Linked DNA regions of Bactrocera dorsalis: region 2 is linked to region 1. Evidence: chromatin contacts called from public Hi-C data. All regions are on one chromosome and are shown on one strand. The core of a region is the stretch at or near the end of the contact, and the rest is flanking DNA. Distances in the headings are between cores, read along the strand shown. Region 1 overlaps LOC105226060 (mucin-5AC). Region 2 overlaps LOC105226060 (mucin-5AC).

Region 1 (4,363 bases), core at 791-3,290:
TATATTTTATTACTAATAATCACTTTCATATTGGCATATTTTCGCGCTTTCAACACAAAATTCACTTTCAAAATTTTTGCTTTGCATTTTAATTTATATTCTAGTAAAACGCTTTCGATTTTATGGATTTTATGCAAACAAAGTTCCAACAGTCAACTACATTTGCGGATTTATGTGTCCTTAATTATTTTTCAACTTGATTTAAAACTAAACTCTAATTAAATTCTAGTAAATTCTGCTATTTACACAAGAGTAAATGCATTTTCACCGCAGACAAGCTTGAAAACAGCAAAGCAACAACAAGTACAGACATTATTATCACATTTAATTCAGAGTTTTCATTAATAGCAAACACATTTCCTTATCGCTGTTGATAGCTGTCTGCATATATGTATATATATTATTAAAAATATATTTTCATAGTTATCGACAACGCGTTGTGCTTGCCTTCCAGCATTTTTGCTGATAACAATGCGTACAAGTTTCTACGTGTTTGCCGTATTTCACCACACCGACGGCATTTGCAAATAGCACATTGGACTTGTTGTATGTGCATTCATTCATAACTGTGACGACACTTTCGTCTACAATACCCCATTGTACCTGAGCGCTGCATATGCAAATTGACGCATGAACGGATTATGGGATAGACGGGACGAAAGAACAGCGATAAAAACGAAAATGGACAAGTGGACAGCGCGACGTGGAGGCAAGCAGTTTCACCAAGAAAAAACACAAAAAAATATTTATGTGTACATATAAAGTATGTATGTACGCCACACTGGTCAAAGCCTCAGATGTTGCATGATTAGTCACTGCTTTTGTCTGCTCTGTGATGAGACACGGTTGCTTAGCGCAGTGGGAGAGGTGAGATAATATACATTTTTACTTTTATGCCCATCAAGTTGTAGTGTGGTGACACACACGTATGCGTGTGTGTATGTGTGTATAAACACCCGACCCCAAGCACCTGCGCACTGCAAGACTCACACAACTGCGAGAGAAATTCCTTTCATGTTTCGGCTGATTGCCAAACTATGTGCTGCATAGCACGGGCATAGCATAAAGCTTTTCTTCTTTCTAAATTCCGCTCTTTAAATTTGTTTACACCCGAAGGTTATTAGAATAACCGACACGTTCGCATCCTACGTTACAACACGTTTCACCCGCGTGCGACTCCGTTCACAGGTATGTAGGTATGTATGTAAGCGCTGCCACTCACACGCAGATACACAAACCAAATCAACGCACATGAGCATAGTGATAGCGAGCATACGAATGCTGTTGCTGTTGCTGCTGCCGCTATCAACGCACAAGCAAGAGCAAAAACGAACTCATCAACTCGCCGTATTGTTTCGTTGCTTGTGGGGCGAGTTGTAAACAGCGGCGGAGCTAGAGGCGCAGAGATATAGAAATCACTAAAAATAATCTGTCGACTTGCACTACCACCAACAAATATGTATGCTGGCCCAGAGAATAATAGTAGTTGGTCGTTGCATGGCTTTTTTAGGTCGTTCGTTGAAAGAGTTGACACATCGTTGGTGTGATGCCGTTGACCTCAAAAGACGCACACCGCACACACAGTAGACAATTCTACAATTATATGCTTGTGCATACGAGTATGTGTGTAAGCGACAACGCAGCGTAGTCCATGCATAGTGTAACTAGTGGTAAAGTGTATTTACTTTCGAAATAAAATTACAGCAACTAATGCGCGGGTAGTAGAACAATCGAGATGAGACTCGTTACATTGAATATACACTGCTCAACCGCACAAACATACACACACATAACATGTATGTACATAGAAATATGAGTGGCTTTTTCATACATACACACTATATCGCCACAATGTCAAATTTGATTTATTTTCTACACAACAAACGTGCTGCATTTCACTTACACAATTTAAACAATACAATAAATTTCAATTATAACAATTTCGCTCACTATTTAATCAATTAGAAGCAATGTTTTACAGCGCGGCGAGCTAGCAGCACGGGTCAGGTGTTTAGTTACGAATACAATAAATTTGCGAAATGCGCTCGTTGAATGACTTGCACAACTACAGTTGTGGTGGCAGTGGCGAGAGCGGCGTATAGACACCAGCACGTCAAACTGGCTGTTAGCGAAAATAGAAAACAAAAACAAAAACCTATTAAAATAAACAACAGCGGCGCTGTCAAGTAGCGGCGCTGTGCGGAAGGTTTAGTGAAAATCAAAACAAACGCTGACAGTCGCATATTTAGCACATTTTCAAGAATTTACAAATTTACACAGTTCAATTGTTTCACAACTCAATGCAAACAACCAGATACATATAAAATATCCAAAAATAGCGCAATAAAAATAAATGAAGCCTAAGCTGACGTTGCTGCTTGCTGCTGGTGCACGTAACGACGGCATAACGTGAATTTGGGGCAAATAACCATAACGGGCTGTACAATAAGCCGCACATGTGCACACAAATACTACACTACAAAATGCCCCACAGAGCCACAAATTTCTACAGCCACACATACATACGTACATGCATGTGTATGTACATGCAAATCAGTTTATAATGCGATAAAAGTTGCCAGTCCTTGTTATCATTTTTGCTGCTAACGCGCTGCACGTTTTTTCCAACACATTAAATGGCGTTAAACTTATACACTTGAGACAAATTATGGTGTTTCAGAGCTTGCTTCCCGACATTGAAAATATTTAAAACAAAACACAAGCTGTTCCGTATGTATACTGACGTAATTTAATAATATAAAAAACCGTCGCAATTTCGCAAAAAATTAGAAAACAACCGCTAGGTTGCTGATAATAATATTTTTTTGTTGCTTAGTTTAAATGTATAAACATATTTATTTTGACACGTTTTTGCTTTCGCTGTCGCAGCTTTGAGTGCTGTCTTGTTTTTATTTGATTAGCGCTTAATTGAAACAGCTTCTAATTATTGTCACTTGCGCATAAATATCGCCACGCTGCACTTTCACACTTTTGGCACATACACATATCTACACATAAATTTACCACTAGACAAAGTTTAACAGTGCACTTTTTATTTTTTCTATTATTTATGTCATACAGTGCTTTTATTTTTACTTTTTTCCAATATAAATTTTCGTTAGAAAAACCGTGACTGCTGCACTTTTCCTTAGATGGCCTGCCGGCGTCGCTTATTGTATTACCGCATCTTTCGAGCATGTCGTCTGTAAACGCCGCCGCACCTTGCCTATACACACTAATGGCACACCTAAGCGCAAAGTCAAACTAAGATTTTCCCAACTCACTGCATGGCAAAGGCTCGGCCAGTAGGGAAAATATTGAAAACATCGCAACGCCGCAACAATTGAAGTCATGGCAATGAAAAAAAAATTTAAAAAAAACTAAAATAAAATTGTGCCGCCATGTCACGCCGCACTTTGCACTCTTTGCACCGCGGAAACAAATTAGTTACCAAAAATATACACACACATACTCATCCAAAAATTTGGGCACACGATTTTGACTACTCAATGATGGTAACTAAGCGCAGCAGGAAAAAAAATTTGCTAAAATTGGCAAAAGCGAAGCACCAAAATCACTGAGTTTTTCCCAAATTAGTACTGCAGCGCGCACACGCGATTGCAATGAGTAGGCGCAAAAAGTACTCGCTAACTACTATTTACATCCCACATAAATTTAAGGCAAAACAACAACAAACAATTCGAGTTTTGATAGTGATACTGAAGGGGCGGCCTCCAGCGTTTATTGTGTCGAAGCCTTCATCGCGCTCTTGCTGTGGTTGTTGCTTTCATATGTTTTCTTGTTGTTGTTGCTGCTGTTATTAGCGTTGCTAACGTGCGATGTCTTCGCATGCGATTTGCATTTGCGAAACTGCCGCCAGCGTCAACCATCAAACGTCTGTTTGTACACTCGATTTGTACATACACGACACACATACACATATACGTGCTTATGCATAAGTATTTTTTGTACATTTCCATTGTACTTTCCACCACCGCACCAAAGCATCGCCTATCAAAATCAGCAAGTGTCCGCAAAAAACGAGCTCCACCATGACTTTCCCTTTCCTTCAATTGAATTTCTCACCTTCTACAATTTCGCTGAGCAGCCAAATCTTGTAAACTATGTACACACTAGGTGGACGCAGAGTAGTGAGCTGTTGTTCAGGCGGTTTTTCGGACGTTGCTGGTGGACTCTTCTACTCGCCTTATTTATATTTCGTTGTCCGTTACACAAAGCTGTTTTTTTTTTGTACACAGCGCTCATGTATGTACATATTTCAGCTTTCATCAGCAATTTTCAATGAGTGCACTGGTTGCCTACATTGTTGTTGCCGCACAGCGTATTTCATTGAAAATTGATT
Region 2 (4,023 bases), core at 122-2,621, 82 kb before region 1:
GTGTCGATGTTTTTGTTGCAAGATTGACAGATTAAACAGTTTTAATTGTCATTCACATGTTTGTTATTCTTATAAACAAACAATAGTCAAATAACCGCACTTTGGCAAACAAGCCCCACGGCGAAGTCATCAAAAGAGTTTGTTATTCACAAATTCAATGAGCGCCGATTAGCCGTATCGCTCACGGCGCAACAACAATGCAAACAGCCTGCGACGATGGCAACAGAGTTGGGGCAGCAGCAGCAGCGCTTTTCATTGATATCGCAATCGACAGAAGCTTAATCAAAACATGAAAGCATAAACGCTGTTTGTTTAAGTAAATGCAAAGGTGAGTATGAGTGTATGAGAGTGTGTGTGAGTGTAGGGTTGTGTGGAGAGAGGTTGAGTGGAGCGAGGCGGCGCCATAATTTTCAACAATTTGTTAATGCACAAGTCTGCCAAAGCGTAAGCAATATCAAAAGCCTATCACAGAACGCTTGGCATGAGGCGCACATACACATTAAAGCATATGTATACACATACATACACATATACATACAAACATACATAGAAACACTTAAATATACAATCACATATACGCGCATATAGGTTAAGTGCATGATGACTCGTTTCGCATATAATGGAATTGTGCTTGTATATTTGTTCACGTGTGCGTGTGCGTGTGTGTGCGCACTTTCATATAGCGAAATAAAGAATTTACGTATTTTATGACCTTAATTAGACGTGCATGGCATGAAATCATACAGAATATTTGCATATGTGAATATGTATGAGCACTTGGGCTTTGGCGAAAAGCGTAAACAAAAGAAGCACAACACAACAAACAACAAAAACAATAAACGAATACTAGAAATAGAAATAAATTAATCTTTTTAATCTCCCCAACAGCGGAGAGACGTTGGTAGCGTATGTACGTTCGTATCATGCCGCCGACGATTGACGAAATAATTGACGGTAGAATTAAGCTGTGGCTGCAGGTCATTCAATTCAATATACTACATACATATGTGATAAAGCGCAAGGCAAACAGCAACAAAGTCAACACAGCGAGCAAAAGAAAAGGCGCAACAATGTTTTAGTATATGTGTGTGAGTGTGTGAGGTAGGCTGGGTTGGCCATTAGATGGGGGGAGCAGTCAAAAGCAATTAAATGAAAATTTATAATAATGAATAGTAAGTAATGTTTGTTTGTGTGCATATGCATGTGTGTCTGTATGCGTGTGTTTACTTAACGGCGTATGGCGCGCATATCGAACGCCTACAACACACACACACACATATACATAAGATATTTACACGAACTGCTACGCCAGTCACTCTTTCAATCACGCCGTCACTCAGGCCAACCAGTCAGTTAGTCAGTTACTGAGGCAGTGAGTCAAGCAGGCACTTGAAATTGAAATGAAAGTCATGCTCCTAAATACCGGCGCGCTTAATACCTGCATGCATGCATGTGTGTGTGTGTGTGTATGTGGACTGCATGCATTTGGGTGGCTATTTGAAGGAAAGCAGAGCACGGCCGCGCCGGCAAGCGAGCGCGTAAGTGTGCGAGCGGGTGTGTTGGCGGTTGTTTAGACGTTGTTAAGTGCTTTGTTTGCCTGTTTATTTGACTGGCTGACTGTATGGCGTCTCACTCGTCAGTTTGGCGGCCGTCTTACTCGTCTGCCTGCCTTCTCAATCGTCTGTCGGCCGTCTCACGTGTCTGTCGGGCCCCTCACTCGTCTGTTTGGCCCTCTCACGCGTCCGTCTGCCCGCCTGTCATGCAATTGCTGCCTGTAAGCGCACTTGTCTGTATGTATGTATATATGTATGTGTGTACTTGTTTGTAATAATGTTTGCGATTTGTGGCCTTTTCTCTCTCACTACATGCACCATGATCTTGCCGCGCGCCCCGGTCTATCCACAAAAGTCACGACGAGATGAAGTGGAAGAAATATGCCGCAAGTTAAACAGAAAATTTCAGCGATTTTGTGGTTTTTTTATCTCAGCGTTTAGAATTTGTTTGAATTTCGAAACATTAGCGCATGCAGAAATGTAAATAAATACGGGCAAATAAGCAGATAGTTAAATACAAATAATTATAAATGTTAGCTTGTGGCTGTGTGTGTAAAGATAAATATTTGCGAAGACAAGTGTATACGGCGTGCATTCTGTGCTCGCTTCTAATGTGTGTGTGAGTGTGTGTACATATTTACGTTATTGTTATAAAATTTTATTATAATTACTTTTAGCGAGTTGCCGTAAGGTGGGAGTACTTACAGTTCATGCTTGCTTAAAATAAATACATATGTACATATATTATTCTATTTTATTCGCATGCCATAACACTGTCAATTCATTTTTATGGCGCTTTTATGGCATAATTTATTTGCAGTTAGCATTTTTTTAACGTTCAAATACTTTGTGTTTATGAAGTGTTGAAAATTATTTGTGTGCATAATTTTGTGTAATAGTTCATAAATTTTATTGCCGGCGAAATTTTGATAATGAGCAAATTTTTATTTATATATTTTTTAAATTATGTACATATGTATATAGTAAAAATAATAATTGGGTATTTAAAAGTTTGTAACACTAATAGAAAATGCCGAAAAGTCTATAAAGTACATAAATAAATAATCAACGTGACGGACTGAGCTGATTTAGCCCCATCCGCTGGTCTGTATATATGCGAATTAGTGCCACAATTTTTAAGATATCGAACTAAAATTTTGCATACGTACTTTTCTTCCCAAAAAGCTGTCAAATTATCGCTATTGTCGACATCGGCGCACTACAACATATAGCTGTCATACAAACTGAACAATGAAAATCAAGTCCATGTAAGGAAAACTTGTTTATATATCAAGATATCCGCACAAATTTTTCTACGAATTATTTTCGAAAAATAACGATAATATCCCCAAACAAATTTTTCAGATCGGATCAACCTAGCGTATAGCTGTCATACAAACGGATTAATCAAAATCGAATTCTTGTATGGAAAACTTTTTTACATGACAACATATCTTCACAAAATTTGCCATAAAGTATTTTCAAAGAATAGCGGTAATATCTCCAAACAAATTCCTCAGATCAGATCACTGTAACATATAGCTGCCATACAAACTGAACGCTCAAAATCAAGTCCATGTATGAAAAACTTTTTTATATGACAAGATATCTTCATGAAATTTTGCACGAAGTATTGTCAAAAAATAACGGTACTATCTCCAAACACACTTTTCCGATCCGGTCACTGTAGCATATAGCTGCCATACAAACGGATTAATCAAAATCGAATTCTTGTATGGAAAACTTTTTTATATGACAAGATATCTGCACAAAATTTAGTACGAAGTATTGTCAAAAATAACGGTAATATTTACTAACAAAATTTTTGGAACGGATCAGTATAGCGTATAGCTGTCATACAAGCTGAGCGCTGAAAATCAAGTTTTTGTTTGGAAACATTTTTATTTATTGCAATAAATTTTATTTTACTTATTATTTATATAAATTTTCTAAATATTTTATATATTTTTGATGTTTCAATGGTGTTTTACTTATTACTCGTATTAAGTTTATATAATTTTTACTTGTATTTCCTGATATTATTTAATTTCTATTTTAAGATCAGTCGAGTTAAACATAATAAACATTTTTTTTTAATAAATAAGCATTTTTAATATATGTATTACATTTTTTTAGTAATTTTATGTTCTCATGAAACCTACCATTTGTTTTTATTCTAAATATTTTCATATATGTTTTTATCCAACTCACACAATTATGTACTTGACCACTACAGCATCACTACCAGCTAGAGCTATTGCCACACAATTTTGCATTAATTCATGACCACAATGTGATCAGAATATTTGCATAAATAGAATAGAGAATTTTGAGCGGCGTGTAGCAGCTTACAAGTCAATGAACGCCAAATTTGAGCAGCGCAACCGACTTAAAGCCAGCCAAGTTGTCGCTCAAGCTCCGGTTGCTGAACGGGCAGCCAAGTAATGTTGCCAACGGCCAATTGCCTGCT

The links. Hi-C and Micro-C count contacts between places; a contact is called where the count stands out from the background.
Region 2: a contact with region 1 is called in a Hi-C map of whole body, with 5 times the contacts expected there. The contact joins two enhancer-like sites. A contact is called at or near these places in 2 of 2 Hi-C or Micro-C datasets (both in whole body).

What each region holds. Positions count from the first base shown.
Region 1 is chr2:100,661,853-100,666,215 of ASM2337382v1, reverse strand. The region is part of intron 1 of LOC105226060 (mucin-5AC); the gene reads right to left. Among protein-coding and RNA genes, the nearest start is that of LOC105226060, 24 kb to the right of the region's middle. Within about 2 kb of position 2,040, the one cell type or tissue checked has open chromatin away from gene starts, as enhancers often do.
Region 2 is chr2:100,743,154-100,747,176 of ASM2337382v1, reverse strand. All of the region lies in intron 2 of LOC105226060 (mucin-5AC), which reads right to left. Among protein-coding and RNA genes, the nearest start is that of LOC105226060, 110 kb to the right of the region's middle. Within about 2 kb of position 1,371, the one cell type or tissue checked has open chromatin away from gene starts, as enhancers often do.